2 separate regions of the Mus musculus genome follow, and region 1 is linked to region 2. A link is a contact called in public Hi-C data. All regions are on one chromosome and are shown on one strand. Each heading gives the region's core, a stretch centred on a gene start, on an enhancer-like site or on the middle of the called end of the contact. The rest is flanking DNA. Distances are from core to core; before and after follow the strand shown. Region 1 has its middle 95 kb from the start of Gm32677. Region 2 has its middle 19 kb from the start of Gm32406.

Region 1 (7,246 bases), core at 2,193-4,692, 410 kb before region 2:
AATAAGATGAGTTGCCACTAGGGGGCACTGAACTAGCACAGACCGGAGAGGAATACAGCAGCAAGGGAGCTGGAGGCTTCCCCCTGCTGGACGAAGAGTGGCACTGCCTTTGCTGTCCAGCTGCTTTCTCTGCTCTGCGGGAGCGGCTGTGGGAAGCGCACCCTCAAAGGGTCACCAAGCAGTACAGGCCTGGGGAGGAGACCGGCTCTCACAATACGGGTGGGGCGGGCGTCTCGGCATCGTCTGAGCAGCCACAGGAAGGTAACGGTCTTCCTCTGCATCTCCAAGTGATGTCACATTCTGGGCTTGGTCGGATACGAGATACTCCGTGTGTCCACTTTCCTGACACGGAAACGTAAGCTGCGTTCCTCTATAGAAAGCTGTAAGCTGTTTCTGGGTGTTGTCTGCCAGGTGAAGGCTTTTCACCTCTCCCTTTCCTGACCCTGCTGGTAGAAAGATGAGCTCTCTCAGGGGCCCTAGTGAGGTCACTCCTGTATTTTTCCTTAACACAACACAGAAGCAGCCCTCTGTTTCAGATTACAAAAGTCTTGCACAGCAAATCTAAGAGCCTGTTACAAAACATTTAAGTCAATAAAGGTTGCATCCCCAGAGGCTGGTCTTGATTAGTGGGTCTTCGTCACTTATTATGCAAACCAAGGCATTCTGAACACAAAATTGGTTCACTAATAATATTTAAGACAGACACCAACATCAACCAAGTTCGGGATCACTTGTCCGACCCTGTGTTTAGAAACTGCCGAGACGTCTACTGTCTTAACATTTTGCTTGGGGGTGGGGGGGGGGCTTCTTTATCATGAACCTGTTCAACCTTACTGTACAACCTTGTGTACACAAGCAGAAGTGTCCTGGTTCCCAGAGCTAGTTTATCTGCCTCTGATCAGATAGTTCAGTTCGTCCTCTTTCTGTCTCTCTCCATCCCTCCCTCCTTCTCACCCCCCATCTCTCTCTCTCTCTCTCACACACACCTATCTCTAAGCTCTTTTCTATGAGAAGTGACATCTCTGGAAGTTATATTTCAAAGGGCTTTCCCAGGCTGGAGAGAGGGTTTTGTGGTTGGTAATGGGTACTGCTTTCAGGACTGACCTGGGTCTAGTTTCCAGCTTACAGCTACTTATAAATCCAGTCCCAGGAAGATCTGCACACATACATGCCAATTCCCACACCACATGCGCATATATACACACAGATACACATATACCACACATATACACACAATGTCCTTTTCTAAGCAATGGCTATGATCTGTTTCAGTACACTGAAAATTGTCATGTGATTATTCAGTCAACATACCCTCATGAAAATGAAACTTTCCCTCTGCATGTCTGAGGCAAGCATAGAGAGTACAACTCAGCAGTGGAGAAACAGTGCCCTGTGTCAGGTGTGCAGGAAGCCACACAGGCACAGGTGTGCAGGAAGCCACACAGGTACAGGTGTGCAAGAAGCCACACAGGTACAGGTGTGCAGGAAGCCACACAGACACAGGTGTGCAGGAAGCCACAGAGGCACAGGTGTGCAGGAAGCCACAGAGGCACAGGTGTGCAGGAAGCCACAGAGGCACAGGTGTGCAGGAAGCCACACAGGCACAGGTGTGCAGGAAGCCACAGAGGCACAGGTGTGCAGGAAGCCACACAGGCACAGGTGTGCAGGAAGCCACACGGACACAGGTGTGCAGGAAGCCACAGAGGCACAGGTGTGCAGGAAGCCACACGGGCACAGGTGTGCAGGAAGCCACACAGGCACAGGTGTGCAGGAAGCCACACAGGCACAGGTGTGCAGGAAGCCACAGAGGCACAGGTGTGCAGGAAGCCACACAGGCACAGGTGTGCAGGAAGCCTCACAGACACAGGTGTGCAGGAAGCCACACAGGCACAGGTGTGCAGGAAGCCACACAGGCACAGGTGTGCAGGAAGCCACAGAGGCACAGGTGTGCAGGAAGCCTCACAGACACAGGTGTGCAGGAAGCCACAGAGGCACAGGTGTGCAGGAAGCCACAGAGGCACAGGTGTGCAAGAAGCCACACAGGCACAGGTGTGCAGGAAGCCACAGAGGCACAGGTGTGCAGGAAGCCACAGAGGCACAGGTGTGCAGGAAGCCACAGAGGCACAGGTGTGCAAGAAGCCACACGGACACAGGTGTGCAGGAAGCCACAGAGGCACAGGTGTGCAGGAAGCCACAGAGGCACAGGTGTGCAGGAAGCCACACAGACACAGGTGTGCAGGAAGCCACACAGACACAGAGGCACAGGAAGCCACGGAGGCACAGGTGTGCAGGAAGCCACAGAGGCACAGGTGTGCAGGAAGCCACAGAGGCACAGGTGTGCAGGAAGCCACACAGACACAGGTGTGCAGGAAGCCACACAGACACAGAGGCACAGGAAGCCACGGAGGCACAGGTGTGCAGGAAGCTACAGAGGCACAGGTGTGCAGGAAGCCACAGAGGCACAGGTGTGCAGGAAGCCACACAGGTACAGGTGTGCAGGAAGCCACACAGACACAGGTGTGCAGGAAGCCACACAGGTACAGGTGTGCAGAATGCACACAGGCACAGGTGTGTAGGAAGCCACCAATGGTGTGTGCTTCCTGGGAAGTCCCTCTGGGAGGAGATGGATTTAGTGAGAGCATTTGAATATTTCTTATTCATATTAAGAGTAACTAGGGAAGTAAAGAGGAAAGAATGAAGGAAAGGGTTTATGAAGACAAGAGGCCAAGGAAATGACTTCTTATCCTCACTTCTTGGACACACAGATAAAAGGTAGGGTGCTTTCTCTCTAAAAAAAAAAAAATGCCTTGATCTCTTTAGGTGTGAGACACAGTAGATGATAACAGCTGATAGATAGATAGATAGATGATAGATAAATAGATAAATAGATGATATGTAGATAGAGGTTAGATAGAAGATAGATAGAGGATAGATAGATATAGATAGATGATTGATAGATGATAGATAGTTGAGTGACAGATAAATAGATATATTAGTAGATAGATAGATTAATGGATAGAATGTGCACACATATAAGTAACAGAAATGTAGAAAACAAAGCCTCTTCATGAAAAAACTGTGTTCCAACTTTTCTAACCCATGCATTTTCTTACATGAACAAGAGACACTGCCAGTCTGGCTTGGTTAGCCTGCTCATTCAAAATAGAAGGTCCTAATAACAACAGTTTTTAAAAGTCCTCAAGGGCCACCAGCTCAGGGGAAAGGGTTCTCCAATTAGGAACCAGCTCTTGCGAGCCTCTCACAGCCTCCTTTCCACACCAAGCCCCTGGGTTGGCAAAGAAATATGAAAGCCAGCTCTGGATTGCCTTCCACCACCCACAGATATGTTAATTTGATGAGTTCATCCTCTGTCCTAGAGAACAGCTTGCATAGATCGTGGTAAAAATTCTACGACACAATTGGATTGGTGTAAACACTAGCCCAATTTAGACACAGTTGGTGGCTGTCCCTCCCTCTTCTACTGCCTCTGGCTGCTCCTGAAGCACAAAGTGTCCAGTGAGCAGGAGCTGTTTGTATTTCTCCAGGGACCCTGAACACAGAACTCCTGTTTATAATCTCAGTTCCCAAACATTTCCTCAGAACACTCAATTCACAGTGAAACCCTATTAGTTAAATTGGTCTCCTCCAATAGACGGTATATGACCCCTGACTTTCTGGCAAATGCTAGGTCAAACAAAACATAAACAAACAAAGAAAAGATCGAGCATGGTTTTTCTCATGAATAGAGGTGTTATCCAAAGAGCCTCCTGTCAGACAGCCAAAGGTGGTCAAGAAATATAAAAATAAAACCAAACAAAATCTTCCTGAGAGCGAAGATCCAGTTTGGCATCCCAGAAGAGCAGAAGTGTGCCTCCAGGCGCTTGGACACCGTGCCTGTGGATTAGCAGATTCTCCAGGCTCTGCCTAGGACTGGGAGTATGTATTTGGCTGTGTTTTGCCCATTTACCTGAAGTCATTACTCAAGAAACAGGCCTATGTTCCTCACTTCACACGTTCTTTTTAAAAGCGCTGGACCTGACTCACTGAAGAGCCTTTTGTAACGTCGTGAAACACTCTCTCACTTGACTGTTTCTCTCTGAAGTCCCTTCTCGGTGTATAGCATTTCCTCCATGTGAAATGCCTGCATTCAGTAACTTCATACAAAGGACATACCACGTGGAATTTCCCGTAAGATCTAATAAACTGAGGGCGTGGGGAAGTGAAATCCATTGCTGAGTGTTTTCCTCCTGAGAGAGGGGTGCTCTCTCTTCCCTGCAGTTACACTAACCCTTGGCAGGCTGGTGTCATCTCAGTCTTGAAGGAACGATGTCTACAAGACTGGCCAAGAGAACGCTGAGAGTTCAGTGTCCATGGCCTAATAAACTTTAATCATTAAGAATGATTTAATTCCTCTCACCAAATTCAGCGCATCACACAAAAAAACAACAAGTAAGCCAACCTGAAGTTGGGCGGTTTGTCCTTTTGTCTGATGAGAAGCCGTCCTATGTAAGCAGCCGTGTGATCTGAGGCTGCCTTCTGGTCCAGAGTGGCTGAGTTCAGCCTGCTCTAACTGGAGTGTCCCACAGAGAATCAAAGAAGAAAGGAAGTCTGCAGATAAATCTAAACTCGAGCTGATGGAAAATCCCAGACAGGCACAGCACTCCGGCTGCTGAGCCGTTGTAAAACTCCTCTTTAATGACTGTCAGGCAAGACAGGAGAATCTTCCCAGAAGGGTTCTGATCAATTTCCTGTATGTTCTGCCAGTGTAGTTAACAACTAATAAACTATACTACTGTTTGCCTCTCTCTACAATGGGACACCACACAGAGCTGACTGGCCATGGCTTCACAGGCCTGTCTACAAAGGCTGTGTAGAGGGTAAGTCATATTAGAAATGGCATTTTATGACACTTGGGTCCAAAAAAGGGTTCCTTTCTACCAAAACAGAACATGTCCTTGAGGATCTTCCTTCCTTTATGGATTGCCACATACGCTCCTGAGAGAGACGGAGTCAGATGTGGCCCCTCTCCTAACACAGGGTTTACTTAAGGAAAGGCAGTGTGAACACCTAGTTCCATCCTGCCTAGAACCCCTTCCGAGTGCAAGAACAATATTATGTGTTGGCTCACTGTGCACTGAGTTTCCCTGGAGGAGAAGGTACCCCGGTTCCCATGACAGTGTCTGCTTTCCCTCACAAGAACTGACCGAGGGGAAAACAAATCTGTCTGTCCAGAGCCAATACCCACCCTAAGGATATTATTATCTTAATAACCTACCCCATAAAACAACAGCACTGGATCAAAATTAAGTGTGTTTGATAGGTGGGAACCTTCACAATTCGGTTTAGCTTTTCACATGTCCAAATTTGACCCAATGTTCTAAGATGAGAATGTCTGATACTCGCTCAAACAAAAACAGATACCATTACTGATTTGGGGAAGGTTGACTTGGGAATTTGCTCACAGAATCACAAAGAACTTGAAAGATTATCTAGACTGTGGGGAAACTGAGGCCTAGACAGGTCATAGTAAGTGCCAAAGGTCATAAGCAGGCTACACCGAAATCCATTCTACCTTCTTGGGTCCCAAGCAGGTACAGTGCTGGATTTATATGAACCTTCTCCTTGTGAGCTATGGCAAGTGGTCCTACAGTTAGTAATTTGCCAAAAAAAAAGGAAGAAAGGAAAAAAGGAAGGGAGAGAGAGAGAGAGAGAGAGAGAGAGAGAGAGAGAGAGAGAGAGAGAGAGAGAGAGAGAGGAAGGAAGGAAGGAAGGAAGGAAGGAAGGAAGGAAGGAAGGAGAGAGGAAAGGAGAGGGGAGGGGAGGGGAGGGGAGGGGAGGGGAGGGGAGGGGAAGGGAAGGGAAGGGAAGGGAAGGGAAGAGAAGAGAAGAGAAGAGAAGAGAAGAGAAGAGAAGAAAAGAAAAGAAAAGAAAAGAAAAGAAAAGAAAAGAAAAGAGAAGAAAAGCAAGCAAGCATCCAGGAACTAGCTCCTTGTAAAGAAATATCTTGTGAAAATCAATATTTTAGAAATCAGATCACCTGATTTTCTGTCATCTTAAATTCCTTCAATTAACAGATGGGACCCACTAAACACTGCAGTGCTCCAAGGGGTGGCAGAGAAAGCAGCCAATCAGGGGCGCCCATTCAAGGGAGGAACTGGGGAAAGAGTGGGGCAGAGGTGAGTCAGGCAGAGCCAGAGACCCACCCTGAGCTCAGGTCCACTGTCTGGACTGTTAGGCGCAAACTCCTCAAACACAGCGGCGCCTGAGAACATCAGTGTTTTGAATGTCTTCAAATTACTAGAAACTTCTGAGTAAGATCCCTTTCCTGCCCTAACCCTCAGATATTACATAACACACGGTTAAGCAACCATTCTGTGACATTTCAATGGCCTTTTTATATTTTACCAGGTCTTATTTTGATTTGTTTTCAAGGTGGCTTATGAAAACGTCTAAACTAAAGGCATATGACTGTTAAACATTAAAAATCATATTTAGTTGAAGACACCCCTCCAAACCAACTCTTTCTGGCCTTTCCCCCAGCTGAAATCTGCAAGCGTATGCATGAGCACACACTATAGACCAGGAGCCTATCAACAGCAGAATAAAACAAACTAGCAAAACTTAGGGAAGACAGTCACATCCATCCAAGGTAGACAGTGATACCCCCAATGCTGAGAGTTTGAGGGTTCACTGGACACCCCCATGCCTCCAGTTGATATTCTCTCAGGCTAGACCTGCTTTAAACATATCCTGGCCTGGCTATTTCACCCAGTGCCGTTCTGTTTCCTTCCCTCTCCACCTTGTACATCTGACTCCTCTCCAGGGCTCTGTAACACCAAACCTAAGACAGAAGAAGATAACAAGCCTTGGGTGTAACTGTGTATCCTGTTAGGAGTGAGTACGGTCTTGAAGAATAACAAGATGAGAGAGCAAGAGAGGAAGGGGTGATGAGGTTCTCAATGGGGAAGGAGACTAGGGAATGTCACTGCAGTGAGGCCATGCCTGCAGGAAGTGACGAGCACTGTGAGGGTCTGGGAGGGTGACCAAGGCCAGCAGAGACACGAAAGAGTAAGAAGGCCATTGGTGGTGCTGGAAAGAGCAGCTGAGGAGGTCAGGGAGATGTGGTCATGAGTTACCAGCTCGATGTAGGATTTTATAAGGAAGATTATTTCAACAGGTTTTGTGTGTGTGTGTGTGTGTGTGTGTGTGTGTGTGTGTGTGTGTTACAAAGCCACTGGTGTTCCAG
Region 2 (6,887 bases), core at 4,186-6,685:
TTTAATTCCCACTAAGAGCTGAGGCCAAGTAGAACCTTTAAGAGCTTTGGAATGGTCCTGGTGAGTGGAACAGTCCACACATATGACTAACAGAAGAAGGGACTAACGAGCTACTGAAAGGATCGGCTATAAGAACCAGCTTGGCTAGGTCTCACACCCTTGTCTTTCCCTATGAGGTGGTTAATCTTGCTATTTGTTTGGAGACAGGGTCTCACTATGTAATCTTAGATGACCTGGACCTTGCTATGTAGACCAGACTGGCCTTGAACTCATAGAGATCTGTTGCAGCCGGCCAGCAGCTTGCAACATGAACGGTTTGACTGAGAAGGCCACCTGAGCTGCAAGAGTGGAACTAGACGGGGCGAAAGAAGAAACGGAGCTAAGACAAATTCATTCTGATCAAAACTCAAATTTTATTGTTGCGACACTAGTTATGAAGGAAGGGAGAGGGGACCGATTCCCGCCAAATAATCGGGGTCCAGTAGAAAGGTGAGCACGTGGTGGCACCAACAGCAAAGCGGCACGGTCCAGCAGTGGGCGTGGCAGAATGAATGAGCAAGAAGCTCCACCCCTGAGCAAGCAGGTTTCAGGCTGGGGGAGGGGAGACTACAGAGATCCACCTGCCTCTGCCTCCCAAGCGCTGAAATTAAAGGTGTGCACCACCTTGCCCCTGCTAGATGGTTAATCTTAACTGCCAACTTTGCCTAGATTGAGAAATACTGATCTCATTTAGTGACACTCGCCTCTGCTGTGCCTTGGGAGTTTTTCCAGAGAGAACTAAGGGAAAGATCTCCCTTCACTGTGGGTTGCACTGTTCCATTGGCTGGCGGAGTGTGTAGGCTAGAGTTAAGGTAAAGAGAGGCCAGGTGCACGCATAGTGTGTTCTCTCATTCTCTCTCCCTGTCTTGGTTGCCATGATATGAGCTGCTATGCTCTGTATGACCCCCCCACAGTGATGGAGTGAGACCTTTGAACCCATGACCCCCACTATAGTAGAGTGAGACCTCTGAGCCCACAGCAAAACAAACCCCTCCTCCTTTGGGTTGTTTGCTTGGTGTGTTTGTGACAGCAACGGGAAAGTCTGACTAACTCCACGTAGGGCTGTGATCGCTGAAGGATTCTGTCAGCTACAAGTCCTCAGCAGATGTGACCCCTCAACCTTGGTCCAGAAGCAGGAGCCAAAATACCCCTTTTTCTTTATAACATTGTCAATTTAACACTTGGTACATTGTAACTTTGTAACATTGTTGATCAGCAACAAAATAGACTGAGACTCTGGGCTAGTTAGGTTGTATCATCTGTAAGGTGTATGTTTCACATACCTTTCCTGGGTATGATTTTTAAGAGCAGGGGACAGAGAGCCAAGGGAAGATGAAGGCTAACAGAAAAGGTTTTCAGAGGCTCGAGTGGGAATGATCTCAATGATGGGAAGAGGTGCCTACTGAGTGTTTAGAAGCAAATGGTGGGAAAACGTCACACAAATTGCAGAGACCAGAGTCTATTATTCCCGGGAACAAACATCTAGTGCTTTCTATATTATGACTATTATAGCAAAATAATATGAGCCACAGTCTCTGCCAAAATTACAACCAACATGATACTTTTTCAATGGGACCGGGGGAATGAGACATTCTCTGAAATGAAATCCATCAAATAAATAATGCAAACTGTATTGAATTTCCTAAGTGATACGTGGGCTGGAGTCTGTAACAGGACAGAGAGTTCACAGCAGAGCTGTGGTGCCCTGGTACTGTCCCTCTGAAGGCTGCCTATGCGGGACAACCGAGCCTTCTCACAATGGTGTTGTCAGTGTTTCCTTGCCCCTACACAGAGCAGGGAGCCCAGTGCTGAGGACTCTGCCCCAGCCTCCTGCAGGCGCTGCTAACAATGGTGTCACTTTGTACCAGCTGTGGGGCCCTGCAGTGCTGACAAGGGACACCTCATTTCCTGCAGATGAGAAAAACTGTCTGCAGATGCCAAGTCGTTAACAACCTAGATTAGATTTAGGTGCTATCTAGAGACCCCTTAAGTCGGCCTTTGAAACAATGCTACTGCTCAGACAACAGCTACATCAAAGGATATATTTTTGAGGAAGGTCAAATACAGAGATCTCCCACTGAAAGCTTGACCTGAATAGACATTGTGGAAGACCAGAGGCCTGGGTTGGCCCAGCCCCTTACCTAATGCCCAGCAGAGGACTAATAATATCATACTCCCATAATTACAAAATGCATTGTGTGTTCTTCTAAACATCGGAGATACAGACAAAAATTCATTATGCTATGGCCTGAGGAAGAATGAGAGGCTATCTGTCTCTGTAGGTTCACAACCCCTGCCACACTGATGCCGGTTCCTATAAGTACTAGCCAACTCAGTTGGACAGTAAGTCATTAAAACCAAATGGCCCATCTATTTTTCAACGGACTAACTAATTGCCTCGTGAAAATTCTCAGAAGGCGGACTCTGAAGGTCTCACATTGGTAGATAGATTGATTTTTTTTTGTTTAGTGAAATAAAACCCAAACAAATTATCTAGCATCAATTATAGGTGACATTTTAGATAAAATGGACCCCACGACCACCGCTGATTCCTTACAGAGTGAAATGAAGACTTCCTCACCATTGCCCCCAGCAGTAGCATAAAACTAAACAGCTGGTGTGATCAAAGATCATCCAGTGGAAAGAGATTAGAACAGAGCACTGTGGGTAACTCGTCGCCCAATACAACTCGGGCTTCCACCCTGGCCCATAAAATAGCAGCTTTGCATATTGCAGACGCCAGGAACCTTTTCTGGAATCTTTTCGGGAAGAAAGGGGATGAGCCGTTTCTCCTCTTCCTCCTCCTCCTCTTCTCCCTCCTCCTCTCCCTCCTCCTCCTCCTCACCACCACCACCACCATCATCATCTGTCAAGGGACTGCTGCTCAGTTGCGACGCCAAAGTAGGAAGGAAACATGCAGGGAACAGCCTCTGCTTCTGGGTCTGTTTCAAAACCCCTGTCACTCAGAACGGCTTGGCGGTGAGTGTGTCAGGACAAACACGTTCTCTACTCCAACATGCAAGAAAAGACATGTGTGAAAGAGACCCAGAACCTGTCATGGTCCAGTGCAGCCAGTGATCACATGAGCTTATTCCTCTCAGCAGCAAGGAATGAGGGAACCCATTTAGCCCGGTTCCATGTTGCAACTTCTGATTGAGTTTATTAGTAATTAAGTTGAGATATTGATTTTCTATCTTCCAGTTCAGGGGTGGGGGTGGGGTGGGGGGAAGGAACATTATTTATTGCTCCTTACAGGAATCCGGTCTGTTCCGGTTTGATGTGTTGGTTCTTTACCAGATCCTCTCGTGTGGCAGGCACGTGATCTCTGCGTACAGGAAGCAGAAAGTGTCATAGATCTCCCCATCAATATTGGCAGATTGGCAAACGCCCCGCAGCCAGCTTTCTGAGAAGAGAGCACGCTCTCATCTATAGCATTTGCTTACTTCTGCCCTGGGAATGTGTCTTCCTCGGCTGGTTGCCAACCGTCCTCGGGGAAGACCCACAGTTCAGGGCGAACAAGGAGCACGTAGCTATTTCTCACAGGGTACACCTCGCTGCTAACAATGGTTCCTGAAAAATAAGTCTAAATATCAACGTGTGCTTTTGTCTGTTTTGTTCTGTTGTAAAGAGTTAACAGAGGCTGAGAATCCATTAAAAAAATATACATTTATTTTTTTCTTCATTGTGAAGACAGGGGAGACCAAGACTGGAGCCGGCAGTATCAGGTAAGAACTTTCTCATGGCCTCTCCCCATGGCGGAAGGCAGACGGGGTAAGAGAAGACAAAACCACAAACAAGAAAACATACCGCTCACCCTTTTATAGCGACAATTGTCCTTTATTAGGGTAGAGGAGCCTGGGTCATAGCTCAGTGGCCCCAGGGTTTGACCTCTAGTACTATATAAACAAATAACAAAAAGCCCTTTTTACTATTAATAGGGAGACACCCTGTAAAATTTTAATAAAATCCAAGTCTTCTTAATATTAATTAGGTGGACACCACGCAAAAAATAATAATAAAATCCATTTTTCCTTTCCTAGCTCCTGGAAAGAAGACTCCACGACTAATTAGTTATTATTAAATTCCTAGGCCGTAAGTTTTGACTCATTCTCTGAGTAGCTTGTGACTTAGTTAACCATTTAAACTATTCTATGTCTACCAGTTGGTTAGTTACCTCTCTTTCAGTCCCAGCCCCCTTCTTTCTTCACGTGTCTCCCTGAGTTCATCTAATCTGCTGGTTTAGACCCCTCTCTGTGGTCTGTCTCCATGGTCTCTTGACTCTCTCTTTTATACACTCACTATTTCCCAGAATCCTCTCTCTTCCTGCCAGTGCCCCACCTCCTATTTGTTTGTTTGTTTGTTTGTTTGTTTGTTGGTCTTTTTGTGTTTTTCTTTTTTTTTTTTTTATTGACAGGTGATGCTTACAAGAGATCCTTTCTCTACAACACTCAGTGAAACAAACACTTCCTGTTTGGCTCGTTTCTCACCTCTGCTGCACTGGGGAAGTTTCGAACACTTGAATTTTGGTGACTACATTCCAATTCTGCAACACGCATTAAGAGGCTACCGTGTTATCTCTATTGAAATTATCGAGTGCATTCAGCACCAACTCGGCCGTCTGCTGAAGTCTCACCCGTACCACCTTGCAGTTCAAACCGTGCCTTCCTTTCCTACGAGCTTTCTTCTCACTGTCTCAGGTTCTTAAAACTGCAGACCTTCGGGCTGATACAGCAGCAAAACTGCCCAAGGACTGTGCCCAGCAGCCAGACAGATAATGCTAACAACACCAATTAAAATCAGAGATGCAGCAGGGCGGTGGTGGGGTGCACCATTAATCCCAGCACTCGGGATGCAGAGGCAGGTGGATCTCTTGAGTTTGAGACCAGCCTGGTCTACAGAGTGAGTTCCAGGACAGCCTGGGCTACACGGAGAAACCCTGTGTTGAAAAACCAAACCAACCAAACGAACAACAAGCAGAACATAGAAAGACAGCTACTGCTCTGCTCTAAGTCAGAGAGGGGGTGGAGGGTAGCGTGCCGGGAAGAGCGGCCTTGCAAGTAAGGCAGAGCTGGGCATGAGTCCCCACCCTGATGTTTGCCATCTGTGCTACCCTGCAGATGAGAAGGCCGCAGCAGGCCTGTCACCCAACACCCACCTCTTGCTGAGGAAAGTCTGGGAAGAAAGAAGGGGAAAGAGCCTACTCAAACCTCCTTGAAAGCCGGGGATGGCAGATCTCCAGGCAAACATGCTAACAAAGGCATAGAGGAGAGAGGTCCTTATCTAAGGAATGCTTCCAGCAAGGGCAACTTGATTGACAGGCTATTGAAAGCTGGGCTGTGTTGGAATGTCTCCCTAAACAATGTCTTGTACCCATGTGACTAAGCGAGCATACGTGGGATGAGTCGCGGAAGAAAAAGCAGCTTTAGGGCCAGAACTAATCAGAACACTGCAAGAAGTCAGCTGGGGATCTATACTGGTCCCTCTGTGCCAGTCAGGTTGAGGTAATGACAACAGCCTCCTCCTCCCCCTCCTCCTCCACTCCCTCCTCTTCCTCCTCCTCCCCCTCCTCCTCCACTCCCTCCTCTTCCATCTCCCCCTCCTCTTCCCCCCAATAATAATAATAATAATAATAATAATAATAAATCTACCTTTTTAACCAGAAGAACAAGCAGAGGAGGCAGGAGAATCACCCAACATGTAGCAGCATAGTAAATGCTAAATGCAACATGTAGCAGCATAGTAAATGCTAAATGCAACATGTAGCAGCATAGTAAATGCTAAATGCAACATGTAGCAGCACAGTAAATGCTAAATGCAACATGTAGCAGCATAGTAAATGCTAAATGCAACATGTAGCAGCAGTAAATGCTAAATGCAGCTTCTACTTCTGCCGTCACTGATGGGACCACTGCATGATGCGCAGAGCCTCCAGGGCTCACTGACGTCATTTACCTCCAGAGAGATCAATGACACAAGTGGGTGCTGCTTTGTATCACCCACTCTTCTGTATCACTTTGTAGCCCCAGCAGGCCTTGAACTCACAGAGCTTGCCTGTCTCTGCCTCGGGCATACTTCAATCAAAGGCGTGTGCCAGCACACTTGGTATAAGTGGTATATATCAACTCTTTTGCGACACCCGACCTCCTGAAGTTATAAATATACTCATCAGAGTGTCAGTGATAGTTATTTTTCCTTCCCTAAAGAAAAGAGTCCTAAAACATACCAAATTTAAAATTCCTTTTAAAATAACCCCTACAGTCTTCATAGTTCAAACTTAAACGGACCCTATTTTTCACCAGATGTGGTCAGAACCCGTACTCCCAGCACGTGGGAGGCTAGAACGGGAAGACTAGCCTAAGCAGAGACCCCCGCCTCAAGAAAGGAAAGCCTTTTTTCCCCCCTAAGCATTTGTTCAACAGGCATTGATGGTGTCCTACATGCAAGGCCGTGAGCATACACATGTGAACTAAATAACACAGCTCTGCCCTTTCCCTTGGGGCTTACAGGCTAGCGGAGAAACAGCCTTTAGACAAGTAGCGCCCAAACAAACGTGCCAATACGATGCCCATGTTGTGCTGAGGTGAGAAACCAGAATGTAAGGGAGCGGACATGTTGGGAGCTCAGAGAGAGAGCGGCCCTTACTCTGGGATACTCAGGGCAGGTGGTGTGGCAGGGATGAGGATAAGGGACCCTCGGGGCAGGTGGTGAGGGCAGGGGTGAGGATAAGGGACACCTGGGGCAGGTGGTGTGGCAGGGGCGAGGAGAGGAAGAACGTTTTTTTAAAAAATCATTTATTTATTTATTTATTTATTTATTTATTTATTTATTTATTTACACTCCAGATTTTA

What was found. Hi-C and Micro-C count contacts between places; a contact is called where the count stands out from the background.
Region 1: a contact with region 2 is called in a Hi-C map of forebrain, with 5 times the contacts expected there. The contact joins two enhancer-like sites. A contact is called at or near these places in 2 of 15 datasets of contacts at CTCF or cohesin (embryonic stem cells and large pre-B cells), 86 of 484 Hi-C or Micro-C datasets (the 63-12 cell line, B cells, the C2C12 cell line and 44 more), 12 of 115 datasets of contacts at active chromatin or transcription factors (astrocytes, bone marrow-derived dendritic cells, double positive thymocytes and 9 more) and 2 of 9 other capture datasets (embryonic stem cells and liver).

The regions. Positions count from the first base shown.
Region 1 is chr15:96,929,752-96,936,997 of GRCm38.p6, reverse strand. No RefSeq gene overlaps it. Among named protein-coding and RNA genes, the nearest start is that of Gm32677, 95 kb to the right of the region's middle. Within about 2 kb of position 3,442, at least 25 of the 459 cell types and tissues checked have an H3K27ac peak or open chromatin away from gene starts, as enhancers often do. A contact at or near this core is called in cerebral cortex, forebrain and neural stem cells, where this site is marked.
Region 2 is chr15:96,522,874-96,529,760 of GRCm38.p6, reverse strand. No RefSeq gene overlaps it. Among named protein-coding and RNA genes, the nearest start is that of Gm32406, 19 kb to the right of the region's middle. Within about 2 kb of position 5,435, at least 65 of the 459 cell types and tissues checked have an H3K27ac peak or open chromatin away from gene starts, as enhancers often do. A contact at or near this core is called in cerebral cortex, forebrain and neural stem cells, where this site is marked.